Regions from separate parts of the Mus musculus genome. Here regions 1, 2, 3 and 5 are each linked to region 4. A link is a contact called in public HiChIP or PLAC-seq and promoter capture Hi-C data. All regions are on one chromosome and are shown on one strand. The core of a region is the stretch at or near the end of the contact, and the rest is flanking DNA. Distances in the headings are between cores, read along the strand shown.

Region 1 (2,700 bases), core at 33-2,532, 890 kb after region 4:
TTCCAACTTTGTAGACGCTCATCGGTGAACACGCGGCTTGAATGGTGCCAGCGCCGGGATCGCACCGGCGTGGAAAAGTAAGGAAGTCCCAGCAGGCCTCCCCTCTTGAAAGCCACCCGGGGAGAGGCGGGTAGGGGAGTAGGGGGCAAGTGCGCGCGCAAACTGGCGAATGGGCGGAGTTAGATTGTCTTCTCCAGCCCGTCTGTCAGTCACGAGCTTCAGCTCCGCCCACACAGCGGTAATTGGTGAGGAGCGCGCGCGAGCGCCCGCGGCCCGCCCCCTTCAGCACTGCCCCCGCCCACCGGTTGACAGGGCTGCAAGTGGGGCCTGCAAGTTGGAGCAAGAAGGTGCGTGCGGGTGCCGAAATGCTCAGACCCTCCGAAGCTGATGGGCACCTGCTCACACCCAGCTTTGGCTGTCACCCCAGACCTGACAGCAGCCCGATGCTCATGTACTCGAGTCCTGGCCCAGCTCTGCTCCTACAGGCCCCTTTCCACTCCATCAGCCACCTACAGCCTCTTTTCTGTCTTTAAGTGGCTGAACCCCTCGCCGAGGTGCCCACAGTCTCATGTGCCAAGAGGTCTAGCCTCGAGGACGCACTGTTCTGCACACCGACTCTCGCCCGGGCTGCTTATGCGGACTACACAGTGTGAGCCCGGTCTGCAGACTCTCCGCGCACCTCTCATCGCCTCCTCACCCCCAGGCCCAGCATCCCCTATGGCTCACCTCACAGCCTAGCTCTACATTACCCCAACTCTATGCCCGAACCCCGATGCAGCCTCGCTCCCTGCTCCCCTGCGGAACCCTCCATTCCCAGTTTGAGCGTCAGGACGTCCCTCACCCGGAACCCACTACCGACTGCAATCTTCTCCCACGGTACCTGGACTCGGGGTGAATAAACCTCCCCGGGCCTCAGCCGGCGATCCCGCTGCACCCCGGGCTTCCGCCGAGCACTCCCCGCGCTTCCATTCCGCGCCGCGCGGCCCACACCTCGATCGCTGAGCTTGCTCTATCTCCCAGGCTCCGCCGCACCCTCCCACCTACCCCGAGGCCCTCTGTGCCCCGCACGCGCGCGCCACCGCCCCAGACCACACCCCGCACGCTGTGCCCCCCGACTCGGCCCCGCACCCCTCTCCCCGGCGGGCGGCGGACGGCGGGCGGGCGGGCAGCGCCGGCGGCGGTGGAGGCCAGTCCTCGGGCCGGGACACACCCACCCGCCCGCCCTCCTCGCTTTCCTCCTTCCCTCCCCCTCGCGCTCCCTCTCTCCCGCCCTCCCGCCCTAGCTCCGCGCTCGCTCCTTCTCTCCGTCGCCTGCTCGCGCTTCCCGCGGCGCCGGGCCTCCCGCTCCGCCTCCCCGAGCGCGGCTCTCCCGGGCGCGGCTCCGGGGTTCATGCTGACGAGGCGGCGGCCGCTTCAGCCCAGCGGCGGCGGCGACGGCGGGAGCTGGGGCGCGGGCCCCGGCCGCCTCTCTCGGAGCGCGGGGCCGGGCGGCGGCGAGCGCCCCACCGCGCCGCGCCCCTGCGCGCCCCCTACGCCGCGCCCCCGCGCGCCCCCCGCGCCTAGCCTGCGGGGGGCCGGGCCTGCGGGCGGCCGGCGCGGCGCGCACCCATGGACGGTCCGGCCATCATCACCCAGGTGACCAACCCCAAGGAGGATGAGGCCCGGTCGCCCGTCGCGGGCGAAAAAGGTGAGGAGGGGCACGGGCAGCTGCCGCGGGGGGCGTGAGTGCACCCGGCGTCGCCGGAGTTCTCGGTGTGCGCCCGCACGGGCGTGGGGGAGGGGTGTACCGGGCCAGGAGGGTGCGTGGGTGTGGGGTGCGCCTGGAGCAGAGGGAGGCTGGGAGGGTGCCTGTGCCAGCTGAGCTCGTGTGAGTGTGCATGAGCGGCTGAGAAGTTGGGATCGGATGTGTGCACTGCACAGAGCTGTTTTAAGTGTGCATGCAGTGCGTGAGACAGGTTGTGTGCACACCTATGTGTACGCGCAGGCCAACTGAGAGATTATAAGGGCGTGAATGCTTTTAGCAGATTGTGTGTGTTCCTGACAGGCTGTGAGTTTGTGGACTTAATGTGGAGGTCTGTATGCCTCTGACTGAGAGGTGGTGATCGGTGTGCAGAGCCTGAGCGTGTGGACCTTGTGTGTGTGTGTGTTCACTCCTGATGGAGTTGTGTGAGAGAGAGAGAGTGTATGAATGTATGCCTACGCTATCCTACTGTCAGAATGTACTGTGTCTCTTTGCTGTTTGGGTGTATGTGCATATCTGGCTTTGACCAAGATCCTGTGTACACAAGTGCACACATGCTTGTGCCTGTTTGTGCATAACACAGAGAGGCCATGTCTTGAAAATATTTAGTTGGTTGTGCAAGTGGAGGAGAGAGGCGAGGAGCAGCGCCGTCCCCACAACACCACACACACATACACACAAGCACATATGCACACTTCCTTTTTAGCTTGTCTCCCAGCCACCAACCAGCCTGTCAGGAACTCCACCGCCTGGCATCTCCGGCCTCTTGTGGGTGGGGGGAGCTCTACGCAGCACTTGGCAAACGCTTAGTGGCTTAGTGCGTTAGAGCTGTCCCCTTTGGGGTAGTTGGTCAGGGGCTAACCAGGCAATGCCATGCTGCCTGCATCTGGTTTGTTTGGGGTCTATTCCAGCCCCGTCCCTTCCCCTGTTTACTTTTTGCTCTTTCTTGGTATGTTGAC
Region 2 (2,835 bases), core at 88-2,587, 840 kb after region 4:
TAGGGATGTGTGCAAACCACACTGGCTTCCTGGAGTGACAGAGGAACTCAGGTGAAAACACTAAGGATACCTGGCTGGCAGAGCCCAGCCATCCCTCAGGGACAGCAAGGACACTCCACAATCAGCAACAGCCCCATCTGACACTGGCCTTTCCTAATTTTTCCAACCCACATCTTTTTCCAATTTCTTTTTCCACCTCTACTTTGGAGCCACGTTCCTGTTATCTGGATGGTGGCTTTGAAATAGAGCCCACAGCAAGGCTTTCAACCGGCTTCTGCCAACAGCCACTTCCTGAGGCTAGGAGGTCCCCCTCTTTGACCCTCAGACCTGATTAATAAACTAGATGTTTGTCTCTCCCACCCTACCCCGACCTGTCATTGTGCCCTCAGATGCCTTCTTTGACTATTTGGCCCCAAGACAGCTTCATTCAAGAGCAAAGAAAGAGTTAATAATAGCTAAGCTTTCATGGTTTTGAGGGCTGTGGTCTGGGCAAGAAGATGACTAGAAAATGGGAATCAGATGCCTTCTGGGGATGCCAGGCTGGGATTTGTTGCACACAATTAAACAGCGTTATTTATCTTCCACTCTTCGTGAATATGCAATATGTCAGTATCCACCTCCAGCGATCTAGCCCTCACCACTCGGAAACCACAGCACAAGGGTGTGCATGTGTTCATTACTGGAAAATGCAATGGTATCTGCCACTCTGCATCTTCCACCGTCCAAAGGAATTCTCAAGAGAAGGCAGCAGTGTGTGCGCTGTGGGTACCAGGGATGGGAAAGCTGCTAGTTCAGTGATAAGCTCTGCATGGACTCTTCACAGAACCCTGAGAGTTCCGCTTGGCATAGTCCCCCTCGTGGGCACGTCATTCTCAATGTCGTTTGAAAGCATCTCGTGGTGAATTGTGTCATTTCCTCCACAGGACAGCTCCTCTGTCATCCAGTTCATGGCTCGAGCCAAGGTGAAGGTGGAGCCTGCCCTGAGAGTGGTGGAGATAGCTAACGGGAACCCAGAAGAGACTCTGGTGAGTCGGCTGCCCTGGGGCAGCTCTCCTCAGGGGACAGGGACCTGGGACTGGGATCTGTGAGGAAAGACTTTCTAAGCCAAGATGAAGGGTTTGTGGTAGACCCAAAGCCATGGCTGCCCCAGCTTCCAGGGCCCCCTGGAAGGCCTCGTGGCTCTGTTGTTGCGTTAGCTTGGTTCTTAGGATTCCTCTGGTATTTGAAACTTTTCTTGCAGTGATTGGCCAAAGGAAAAACTGTCTGGAAGCGTCCTCAACAGGCCTTAGATTTCCACTCTGAGGCCAAGGCTATTTTTATCTCTCTTGAGCCCTTCTCTCAAAACCTCTCCTGCCTGTATTGTTTCATGGCTGAGCATTGGGGCGGGGTGGGTGTGAGTGGGGCTTAAGAAACCACTGCTTGGTTGTCTTAAAGAGGCCATGTCAAGCTGCCAAGACCTAGAACCTTCTCTTTCACTCTCTACCTCTTCCCTTGTCCTCCTTGAAGCCGACAGGCTTCAGAGTGGGCAGTCTGCCTCATGGCTTAGCTGTCCAGTGAGAGAAAGCCTGGACAGAAAGGCCTTTCTTGTTCCTGGGGAAAGAAGGGTCATCCACTGTGTGACACCCTCCTGTGTTCAGTCCCTGGAGTGTAGACAGGGAAGTCAGCCAATGAGCTGCTCTGCGGAGGGACTGTGCTGAAACCTGCTGCCCTTTCCTGGTCCCTCCCACGGATTTTTACCTCCTCTCTGGGGAGGCTTGCTTGCTCTCTCTCTCTCTCTCTTTCTCTCTCTCTCTCATTGATTCTGTGTTGCTTTAACAAACTTAGGAAGTGAATTCAAGAAGAATTATGTACATACACAGAAAAGGGCTGTTAACTTATTTTCTAACCGCAACAGAGACCCTGCCTCTTCATCATGCTAGTACGTGAGAGGCTGGACTATGGTGCTTACTGGACAAAGATGATGAATTCGAGTTCAGTTCCCAGCACCCACGGAAGAAACCATCTGTGGCAGTCCATGCCGGCAACCCCAATTCTGGGGAATTGCGGAGAGGCAGATAGATCCCAGGGGGCTTCATGGGCAGCCAGTCCAGCCAAAATGGTTAGCTCTAGGGTCAATGGCATGCCAATCCCGTTCCTAATGTCAGTAAATATCACGAGAACATCAGCCAGTCTAGGATGGCAGCATTCACGAGGGGTCAGCCATCCCACAGTGGGTGCAGGGATGCGGTCCGGCCTGACCGCTCTTCACGTGGAGAAGCTACCTAGAATGAAACTCAAGGCCTCCGTACTCAGTTTTTCTGGCAGGTCAAATATTTGGGGTTGGCACTTGGCTCTTGGCTCTCTGCATTCTGGCAGAGAGCTGCTACTTGGCAGCTGGCTCAGCCTTTCACCTGGAAAGGAAGAGAAGGGTGGCCTTCGTTCACTGTCATGGCATGGGTTAAAGGGCACTATAGGATGAAACATGCCCAACCCCGAGGTTTAGGATGCTGTGATAAACCATGGTATCAACACCGAAGCACCACTAGAAATGTTGAACCGTGTGCAGCAGATGAAGCCTCTTGCGGTTGCGGGTGGTGAGAGAGCGCTGGGTGTGCGGCCGCACCCTGGCGTCCAGGGAGGCGCTGTGGAGCACTGTGTTCTGGGGCTCCAAGTCATTGGCTCTCCTGTTTTGAGAGCTGTGGTGATATTTTCCCCACCAAGTGGCCAGAAGCTGCTGTTGGGTTTTTGTTTTGTTTTGTTTTGATTTGATTTTCATGCTCCCAAAGGGAGGGAAGGAGGGCACAAGGAGAATCCCCCAAAGAGGGAAGGCTCCTCCCACCACCACTACCACCCCAC
Region 3 (2,876 bases), core at 215-2,714, 520 kb after region 4:
GCTGTTCATCTGGAAGCTGAGAAGAATAAGCACAATAAAGAACTCACAGCCCTGGCTGAGCAGCATAGGACAGAAGTGGAGGGCCTCCAGCAGCAGCAGGACAGCCTGTGGACTGAGAGACTCCAAAGCCTCTCTCAGCAGCATCAGGCTGCTGTGGAGGAGCTCAGAGAGAAGTATCAGCAAGAGAAAGATGCACTACTGAAGGAGAAGGAGAGTCTCTTCCAGGCCCACATACAAGACATGAATGAAAAGACCTTGGAGAAGCTTGACAAGAAGCAAATGGAACTGGAATCTGTCTCTTCTGAGCTGTCAGAAGCACTGAGAGCTCGGGACCAGCTTGCAGAGGAGCTTTCTGTCCTAAGAGGTGATGCAGATAAAATGAAACAGGCTTTAGAGGCCGAGCTGGAGGAGCAGCGGCGTCACCACCAGCGTGAGGTTGGCAGCATCAGTGAGCAACAAGAACTAACCGTCCGCAGAGCTGAGAAGGCACTGAAAGATGAGCTCAGTCGGCTGGGGGCTCTGCTGGACGAGAGGGACGAGCACCTGAGAGAGCGGCAGGCCCGGGTGCAGGACCTGGAAGCTCATCTTCAGAAGTCTGCCGGGGAGCTCCAGCAGGCCTTGGCCAAACTAGATCTCTTGCACTCTGAGCAGAGCGCCGCACGCGAGCAGGCAGGTGCGTATGAGGAGCAGCTGGCCCAAATGCAGCAAAAGGTGTTAGACCTGGAAACAGAGAAGAGCCTTCTTACCAAGCAGGTAGTGGAGATGGAAACACACAAAAAGCATGTGTGTGAGGAATTAGATGCTCAGAGAGCTCAAGTGCAGCAGCTGGAGAGACAGAGGAGTGAGCTGGAGGAGAAGGTCAGGTCGCTAGCCCAGCTCCAGGACTCACAGCTCAAGAACAGTACTGTGGAGAAGGAGCAGGCTCGGCAAAGCCTGATGGAAAAGGAAAACATCATCTTACAGATGCGAGAGGAGCAGGCCAAGGAAATCGAGATCCTCAAACAGACATTGTCTTCTAAAGAAGAGAGCATTAGTATTTTGCATGAAGAATATGAAACCAAATTTAAAAATCAGGAAAAAAGAATGGAAAAAATTAAGCAGAAAGCAAAAGAAATGCAAGAAACAAAGAAAAAGTTGTTGGATCAGGAAGCCAAACTTAAAAAAGAGCTTGAAAATACTGTCCTAGAGCTTAGTCAGAAAGAGAAGCAGTTCAATGCGCAGATCCTGGAAATGGCACAGGCTAACTCAGCTGGAATCAGCGACACGGTGTCGAGACTGGAGGAGAACCAGAGGCAGCAGATAGAAAGCCTGACCGGGGCTCATCAGCGAAAACTTGATGATGTCATAGAGGCCTGGGAAAAGAAGCTGAGTCAGCAAGCTGCAGAGCTCCGGGACAAGCATGCAGAGCAGATGGAGGAGAAGGAGCAGGGGCTGGGAGAGCTGAGGCAGAAGGTCCGCATAGTCCAGTCTGAAAAAGAGGAGCTGACTAAGGAGGTGGCGCGATTGAAAGAGGCGGTCAGTGGGCAGGACGTGGCACTAGCTGGCCTGCAGGGACAGCTGGAGCAGAAGTCTGCTGTCATCGTTTCCCTTTCGGAGCGTGAATCTCAGCTGCAGTCACAAGTGGAAAAGCTGGAAGCTGATTTGGGTTGTTCTCTGAGTGAAAAGCTTTCCCTTCAAGAAGAGCTGGCTGAGCTGAAACTGCTGGCAGACAAGAGTCAGCTGAGGGTCTCCGAGCTGACGGGCCAGGTGCAGGCTGCGGAGAAGGAGCTCCAGAGCTGTAAGTCTCTGCATGAGCTCAGCAAGAAGAGCCTGGAGGACAAGAGCTTGAACCTCAAAAGCTTGCTTGAGGAGCTAGCATCTCAGCTAGACAGTCGCTGTGAGAGAACCAAAGCTCTGTTAGAAGCCAAGACGAACGAACTAGTGTGCACCAGCCGTGACAAAGCCGACGCTATTCTCGCTAGGCTGTCCCAATGCCAGCGCCACACAGCCACAGTTGGGGAGGCGCTGCTCAGGAGAATGGGCCAGGTTTCTGAGTTAGAAGCACAACTTACACAGCTGACAGAGGAGCAGCGCACACTAAAGAGCTCTTTTCAGCAGGTTACCAATCAGCTGGAAGAGAAAGAGAAGCAGATTAAGACCATGAAGGCTGACATTGAAGGTCTTCTCACAGAAAAAGAAGCCTTACAGCAAGAAGGAGGCCAGCAGCGGCAGGCGGCCTCTGAGAAGGAGTCCTGCATCACACAGCTGAAGAAGGAGTTAGCGGAGAACATCAATGCCGTCACACTACTGAGAGAAGAGCTGTCGGAGAAGAAGTCTGAGATTGCCAGTCTTAGCAAGCAGTTAAGTGATCTCGGTGCTCAGCTGGAGAGCAGCATCAGCCCGAGTGACAAGGCCGAAGCCATCTCTGCCCTGAGCAAGCAGCACGAGGAACAAGAGCTGCAGCTGCAAGCTCAGCTTCAGGAGCTGTCTCTGAAAGTCGATGCTCTGAGTAAAGAGAAAATGTCTGCCCTTGAGCAGGTGGATCATTGGTCCAACAAGTTCTCAGAGTGGAAGAAAAAAGCACAGTCCAGACTTGCCCAGCACCAAAGCACTATTAAAGACTTGCAGGCACAGCTAGACGTAAAAGCCACGGACGCTCGTGAGAAGGAGGAGCAGATATGTTTACTGAAGGAAGACCTTGATCGGCAGAATAAAAAGTTTGAATGTTTAAAAGGCGAGATGGAAGTCAGGAAGAGCAAGATGGAGAAAAAGGAGTGTGACTTAGAGACTGCGTTAAAGACTCAGACAGCAAGGGTCGTTGAATTAGAAGACTGCGTTACTCAGAGGAAAAAAGAAGTTGAGTCCCTAAATGAAACACTTAAGAATTACAACCAGCA
Region 4 (2,843 bases), core at 11-2,510:
TACAGTTCAATGTTCTAGCATGCACAAGGCTTCGGGTTCAACCTCCAGCACCGCATTGCTTGGTAATGTATAAACCCAAAACCTTGGAGTCAGAAGCAGGAGGTCAGAGAAAAAAAAATTCAAGACTTTGAGGGTAGCCTGGGCTACTTGAGGCCCTGCCGCAAATTTAAAATTAAAAAACAAACGTACAAAAATATGAAGATTTAACAAACTACAGACAGAGAGAATTATAGATGACTAAAATTCTTCACCCGGTGGTGGAAACAAGTGTGTTTGTGGCCATTCTGGGATGCATAAGACTCTGCCTCAAAAAACAAACAAACAAACAAACAAACAAACCCGGAGGATTATCACCTAGAAATAACCGAGAGAGGAGACAACTCTAAGAGCCAGAACAAGTCAAGAGTTGGCCATGGGCTCCTTTTCTCCTGCTACACAGAAGAGCATCCCGGAACCCCCATGAAGTCAGTGAGCGACCTTGCTTCAAAAGATACCCAAGGAGACCGCCACGCGACCCGAAACACGGGGCCTGCGTGGATTCCAGGGGCCCCAGACACGCATCAGCTCTCGGGTTAGCACCACGGTGACAGGCGCCTCTGAGCTGAGCAGCACGGACCCACCTCACGGAATCCCAGTTGCCGCTGAGTGGAAAGGACGCGCTAGAGGGCGCCCTGAACGCGCGCCTCAGCCCAACAGCAGCCAGCCTGCGACGCTGTCTCAGCTCCACTCCGCCTCCCCGCGGCTGGGCGCGACACCTCACCCGCCGCGGGGACCACTGGGACTGGTAGTACGTACGCCCCGCCGCGGAGGCTCACGGGACTCGTAGTGCGCCTCTGCCCTACCGCAGAGGCTCATGGGACCTGTAGTACGCCCCGCCCCGCTAGAGCGCCACTTAGCGGCACCCTATATAGTCTTCAGGTCCGGCTTCCGGTTTCGTCGCGCTGCGCTGGCACCCAGCCTGTGCGCAGCGGCGACACCTTTGTGGGCGGCGGGGCGTTCGTAGACCCTTCTAGAACCCTCTAGGCCTCGCCGCCCCTGAGCGGGGCAGCGGGCGCCGGCGACCCCGGAGTTGACGCGCGTGCTGCTGGGTAACGGGCCTGTTCCGGCGGCCCCGGGCCGCCCCTGCTCGGTTCCTCTGTGACCTCCAGGGCCCCTGACTGCGGGAGCCGCGGCGGAAGACATGGGACTCCCTCGGTGCACCTGTGACGGCCACCTTGACGGGGGAAGCGGTGGCGTCTTCGAGGAAACCGGAAGCCCGTGGTGACCCCTGGCGACCCGGTTTGTTTTCAGCCGGCTTCCAAACACTGGGGAAGCGAAACCCGGTGGCCTTGGGGACCGCCCTACGTAGCCAGGGTTCAGGGTGAGTGGATCGCTCGCGCTCGCCCGGACGGTGGAGACAGCCAGGAGGGGCCTGGTGGCTGTCGCCTGGCCAGACGCACTTCGCTTTCTGTCCCCGGCGCCCTTCTGCTGTTCAGAGCGGCCCAGTCTAGCATCCCTGGTCCCTGCCATCCCACAGCCCCGCTTCCACGGGCTTTTTTTTTTTTTTTTTTTTTTTTTTTTTGCCTTCCCGCTCGGGGATTGCTCAAGTTCGGTCCGTGCTCTTGACTCGCTGGGAACGCTTTCAGTTTTATTTCCTGCACTGGGGTGGCATTTATATCGGAGAGGGAAAGAGGGACGTGGGTAGTGCCGGTGGCGTCTGGGAGTGACCATCAGTCTAACTTGCATGTTTCAGTCCCGTTTTCCGGCTGGGTTGCAAGGCAGGCTAACAGTGGTCCTCCTCGCAAGGAACTCGGAATACTCAGAAAGAGAGATAAAATACCCATGGAAGCTACTAGAAATCAGAAATACCATGTGATGATCAAAAACATTGACATACTGAGACTGAAATTGACCTCTAATCCTTAAGTACAGAAGAGCCACCCCACCCCCGTTTGAATTTTAAGTTGGATTGAACAAAATCTTAAAACAGTTTCATTTCTAGTTCTCAAAAAATGTTCTCCTTACCCTGTCTGTAGTGATCACTCCATCGTCTTAAATGGAAAACAATTGGAATTATTCGCTGAATGGCTACAGAGTGTTGAATGCTCTAGGTTTGTAAATGGACGTTTTCATGTAAATGCGAGAGATTCATTGATGTCTAAAAGGCAGCTTGCTGTCGTGGGAATGCCAGTGGATTAGATGGATAGCCCAGATGTGTAAGCATCGAGTTTTCCACTTCCTCTCTTGAGGAGAAGGCTGCTTACTCTGACTTTCTCCTTCCCCCTTTTCTGAAGTCCAGGGCTTGCTTACCCTCCAAGGCACCCAGTTATAATTTCTAAGAGCTAGGCTGGCTCTGAAGTTGACAACTTAATTTGTATGTTTAATTACTTCATCTGTAAATTGAAGAGTGCTTACCCATCTTAGTGCTTTTTTACATTGATTTAATGAATTCTTAAGAACAAGTCAGGGGGTGGTAGCACATGCTTTTTTAATAATCCCAGCACTGGGGAGTCTTGAGTTGCAGTCTAGCCAGTGCTACAAAGTGAGACATCTTCAAGAAAAAAAAAAGGGGGGGGGGGGGGAGCACAGTTTCTAGCATATAAGTGCCTCTAGCAGAAGTGCTTCGGTAATGGTACCAGAGCATGCCATGCTTACTGAGGGAAATAATATGATTTTTAAAAAAAGCTGAATAGGATGAATATAACTTTAATGCCACATTCTGAATTGAAGTTGTTTTATTGTCAGGAAATAATTATTAACAGCATTTATGTAGGTGTTTAGTTGCATTGAAATACATTATTTTAGATAAGGAGTGGAAAGAAGGCTGCCCTTGGATTGCTTGGCCGTAAAAACTAATCTCTGGG
Region 5 (2,743 bases), core at 150-2,649, 530 kb after region 4:
AGCATGTGTCACAGAGCAGGGTCTGTTAGTTCATTGTGGCCCAGTGCCTTTCCTTGGTTCATCTCTCCTCATAAAGCAAAGGCACTGAATGACTCTGTTCTCATGCTGTGCTCTCACAGGGGCTAAAGCAGCCTGGATTTGCAGCTTGGTGGATGGGTAACATTTTGAGCATATGTACTGGGTGGAAGGCTGAGCTCTCAGGACTGTAGACACTTTAGACTCTAATGTTGTGGTTCAAGTGTTGTGGCTAACAGATCGTGGCCTTCCTGAGTCTAACATGCTAGCTGCAGCCTGTTGCTCCCGGGAAGTGTAGTGCTTGGGAAGTGTGGTTTCCAAGTTTGAGCCTCTGGAAGAGAGACACAGCCCAAGCCAAATATAACCTTGTCCTCTGTGAGCCTTCATTCACTTTGAGTCACAGCTTGGAAGGCCGCTGCCTCAGTGACCCAGCTCTTCATCCACCTTTGTCTGTGTTTGTTGTGATTATCTGGCTAAGGATGAACAGTCTATGAGTCTTCATCACATTTCACAAGTAAACTTTGAAACTGACGCTTAATCTACTGTCCATTCATTGCTATATGGACTGTCATAGTAGGTAGTGATGTGGACGCCAATGCTGTTGCTGACTGGAATTGAACAGTGCCTAGTTCTTAGTTAAGCAGGCTGTGGAGCAGAGTGCAGGGTAAGGACTTAAGGCTTCACTTGTGGAGGGTCAAGGTAGACTGGGCTCTAAGCAAGGGGAGAAGTAGGTTTTGATAGGGAGTCCTCAGCACTTGTGCAAGGTGGGCAGCAGCTAAGTGAAGGCCCAAGAAAGCCATGTGTGAGCTCCCTGAGTCCCAGGAGTCTGGTCCAGCTGAACTCTACCTGTGAAGCCCAAGAGTTCCCAGCTAGGACCACACAGTCTGGAAGGCTAGAGGATCTGAAGTGCTTCCAGAATTTTACCTGTGTGTATGTATCACAGAGAAGATAGTTCTGAAATGGCCAACAAGAATAGAGCTGGTTTTAGGTGCATCTGTTGTGGCTTGCTTTAACAAAGAACTCAGAAGTGGCCAGCAGCCTTCGGAGGAAGGACTTGGCGCTGTGCTGCCTGCCTGCATCGGCAGTCCCCATGAGTCACCACCTGCTTCTCTTCACCTCCTTTGGCTGCAGCATCCTTTCTGAGGCAGGTGCTTGGAGGAGCTGCACATGCTCTGTGCACATGCTCTTACCTTATGGAGCTACTTCAGCCCTGCTTTCTTCCTCTTCGTGGGCTTTGGTCCTCTGCTTCCTCATTGATACTGAAATCCAGTCTACCTTCCGTTTTGCTCTGTAAGTGTCATTGAAGAGGCATCTCCTGAGGAGACATCAGCTGAAGAGCCTGCTCATTAAAGCAGGTGGCTCATTTGAACTTTGCCTTCCTAACTAACTAGGACCTGAGGATGTGGTTTGGAGAGTAGACAGTCTGATTTCTTTCCACAGTGTAGCAAGAGCCAGCTGGAGGCCTTATGGTTGTCAGGTATGGATTCTGGGCCACTGATGAACTTAGGGATGGATTTTCCATTTAGTGGTGTCTGTAAGTGGGAAGAGACAGCTAGTCACAGTTCACGGTTGTGTCTTTGTAAACATGTTTGAACATGCCTGTGTGGTTTCAGAATGAAAGCTTTGATACATATGATACTGAAAATAAGGAAATGTTCTATATAACTGAACCTTTGAATTTTAGATTTTTGGTACCTGGAGGGGAGGGGAATCTTAATAGTAATACAGAAGAAGTCCTCTCTGTGTAAAAAGAAAATACTGAAATAGTTTCTACTTCTTACTTCTTTTTGCCAGTTCATGACACATATACCTGATCTCTATACTCAAGTTTAACACACTAGCTTGTGTTCTGTCTGTTAATATAATTTAAGGAGGTGTTGTCAACGCCTCACAGATCCTCCAAGAATGTGGTTGTTTTAAATGGCATTTTAAAAATATTGTTAAAGCCATTAAAATGGCAAAGCCAAAACCAAGAAAGATGTCTGAAACTAAAGTCATTGTATGTGGGGTTTGCAGCTGAAAACAGTCTCAGTTGAGCTGGTTGAGCTATTGTTAGGAATATGCACTGTTCTGCCTCAGCTCTCTACAGGTAATAGGAATTTAAAGATGTTAGTTTCTTCCCTTTTTGTTATTAATTAAATTTTTTCTGGTGATATGAATATAGTTCCAAAATTTTGGGTTGATAATATTGTGCTGATTTTTTTCCTACAACTTTTCCCAGAGCCCCACTGCTGCCACCAAACACACAGGCCTACACACAGAGTTCATGTAGCCATGGGCACTGGTTCCCTCTTCTGGGATGCTCTACCATGTTCTCTAGGAGTCCCCAGGAGAGAGCACCACCTGACCTGAGATGTAAGCACTGAGCTCATTACCATTCTCACCTCATGTTGACATCTTCTCTCCTCTCTGTCTGCCTAACCACATCTCATCTTGATACACAATAGGGAGTTTTCAACCTTTGAGGAGAATTTTCCAGGAGCTTTTGGGGTGACAGTCTGACTTACGGTATATTTATTCTGATCTGCACAGTTTATGATCTTGTTTTGCAAACTCCCATGTGTAATGTTTTGATTCATCATGTGTTCTACCAAACACAACATCTGTGTTCCTTTAATATGTGATTTCTATTAGGCTGACATGCTGCATGTCTTGAAAAGTAACTTCTGAGCATGTTCATGTCCATGCAGTAGCCCATGTCTACGAGACATATGATGTGACTTAGTTA

The links. Promoter capture Hi-C pulls out the DNA fragments that hold promoters and counts their contacts. HiChIP or PLAC-seq counts read pairs in DNA pulled down with a chosen protein or histone mark. Capture Hi-C pulls out chosen DNA fragments and counts their contacts.
Region 1: a promoter capture Hi-C map of liver shows a contact between it and region 4, with 2.3 times the contacts expected there. The contact joins the promoter of Ctdspl here to the promoter of Zcwpw2 in region 4. A contact is called at or near these places in 2 of 39 promoter capture datasets (cranial neural crest and pre-B cells), 3 of 484 Hi-C or Micro-C datasets (CD4 T cells, pro-B cells and regulatory T cells), 4 of 115 datasets of contacts at active chromatin or transcription factors (astrocytes, embryonic stem cells, pro-B cells and 1 more) and 3 of 9 other capture datasets (adipose tissue, liver and pancreatic islet).
Region 2: a contact with region 4 is called in a promoter capture Hi-C map of the C10 cell line, with 11 times the contacts expected there. The contact joins the enhancer-like site here to the promoter of Zcwpw2 in region 4. A contact is called at or near these places in 3 of 39 promoter capture datasets (the C10 cell line, pre-B cells and stem cell-derived epiblast-like cells), 1 of 15 datasets of contacts at CTCF or cohesin (embryonic stem cells) and 5 of 115 datasets of contacts at active chromatin or transcription factors (DN3 thymocytes, the SCID.adh cell line, embryonic stem cells and 2 more).
Region 3: a contact with region 4 is called in a promoter capture Hi-C map of hippocampal neurons, with 4 times the contacts expected there. The contact joins the enhancer-like site here to the promoter of Zcwpw2 in region 4. A contact is called at or near these places in 5 of 39 promoter capture datasets (the 3T3-L1 cell line, the C10 cell line, hippocampal neurons and 2 more), 2 of 484 Hi-C or Micro-C datasets (cortical neurons and nephron progenitors), 5 of 115 datasets of contacts at active chromatin or transcription factors (the SCID.adh cell line, bone marrow-derived dendritic cells, epiblast stem cells and 2 more) and 3 of 9 other capture datasets (embryonic stem cells, liver and pancreatic islet).
Region 5: a contact with region 4 is called in an H3K27ac HiChIP or PLAC-seq map of T-cell acute lymphoblastic leukemia, with 5 times the contacts expected there. The contact joins the enhancer-like site here to the promoter of Zcwpw2 in region 4. A contact is called at or near these places in 2 of 39 promoter capture datasets (the 3T3-L1 cell line and embryonic stem cells), 4 of 484 Hi-C or Micro-C datasets (cerebellum, cortical neurons, embryonic cerebral cortex and 1 more), 15 of 115 datasets of contacts at active chromatin or transcription factors (the 230-238 cell line, DN3 thymocytes, T-cell acute lymphoblastic leukemia and 11 more) and 1 of 9 other capture datasets (embryonic stem cells).

The regions. Positions count from the first base shown.
Region 1 is chr9:118,925,254-118,927,953 of GRCm38.p6, forward strand. Ctdspl (CTD (carboxy-terminal domain, RNA polymerase II, polypeptide A) small phosphatase-like) reads left to right here and starts at 1,283. Exons shown (of 8, transcript NM_133710.3): 1 at 1,283-1,687. The coding sequence starts at 1,609.
Region 2 is chr9:118,876,199-118,879,033 of GRCm38.p6, forward strand. Itga9 (integrin alpha 9) reads left to right here. Exons shown (of 28, transcript NM_133721.2): 26 at 924-1,025. Among named protein-coding and RNA genes, the nearest start is that of Gm51695, 9.6 kb to the right of the region's middle. Within about 2 kb of position 1,338, at least 24 of the 459 cell types and tissues checked have an H3K27ac peak or open chromatin away from gene starts, as enhancers often do.
Region 3 is chr9:118,555,642-118,558,517 of GRCm38.p6, forward strand. Golga4 (golgi autoantigen, golgin subfamily a, 4) reads left to right here. Exons shown (of 24, transcript NM_018748.3): 15 at 1-2,876. Among named protein-coding and RNA genes, the nearest start is that of Itga9, 50 kb to the right of the region's middle. Within about 2 kb of position 1,465, at least 42 of the 459 cell types and tissues checked have an H3K27ac peak or open chromatin away from gene starts, as enhancers often do. A contact at or near this core is called in cortical neurons, hippocampal neurons and pancreatic islet, where this site is marked.
Region 4 is chr9:118,039,599-118,042,441 of GRCm38.p6, forward strand. Zcwpw2 (zinc finger, CW type with PWWP domain 2) reads right to left here and starts at 1,261. Exons shown (of 9, transcript NM_001378466.1): 1 at 621-1,261. It overlaps Azi2 (5-azacytidine induced gene 2), which reads left to right and starts at 924. Exons shown (of 8, transcript NM_013727.4): 1 at 924-1,360.
Region 5 is chr9:118,573,987-118,576,729 of GRCm38.p6, forward strand. All of the region lies in intron 22 of Golga4 (golgi autoantigen, golgin subfamily a, 4), which reads left to right. Among named protein-coding and RNA genes, the nearest start is that of Itga9, 31 kb to the right of the region's middle. Within about 2 kb of position 1,400, at least 17 of the 459 cell types and tissues checked have an H3K27ac peak or open chromatin away from gene starts, as enhancers often do. A contact at or near this core is called in T-cell acute lymphoblastic leukemia, where this site is marked.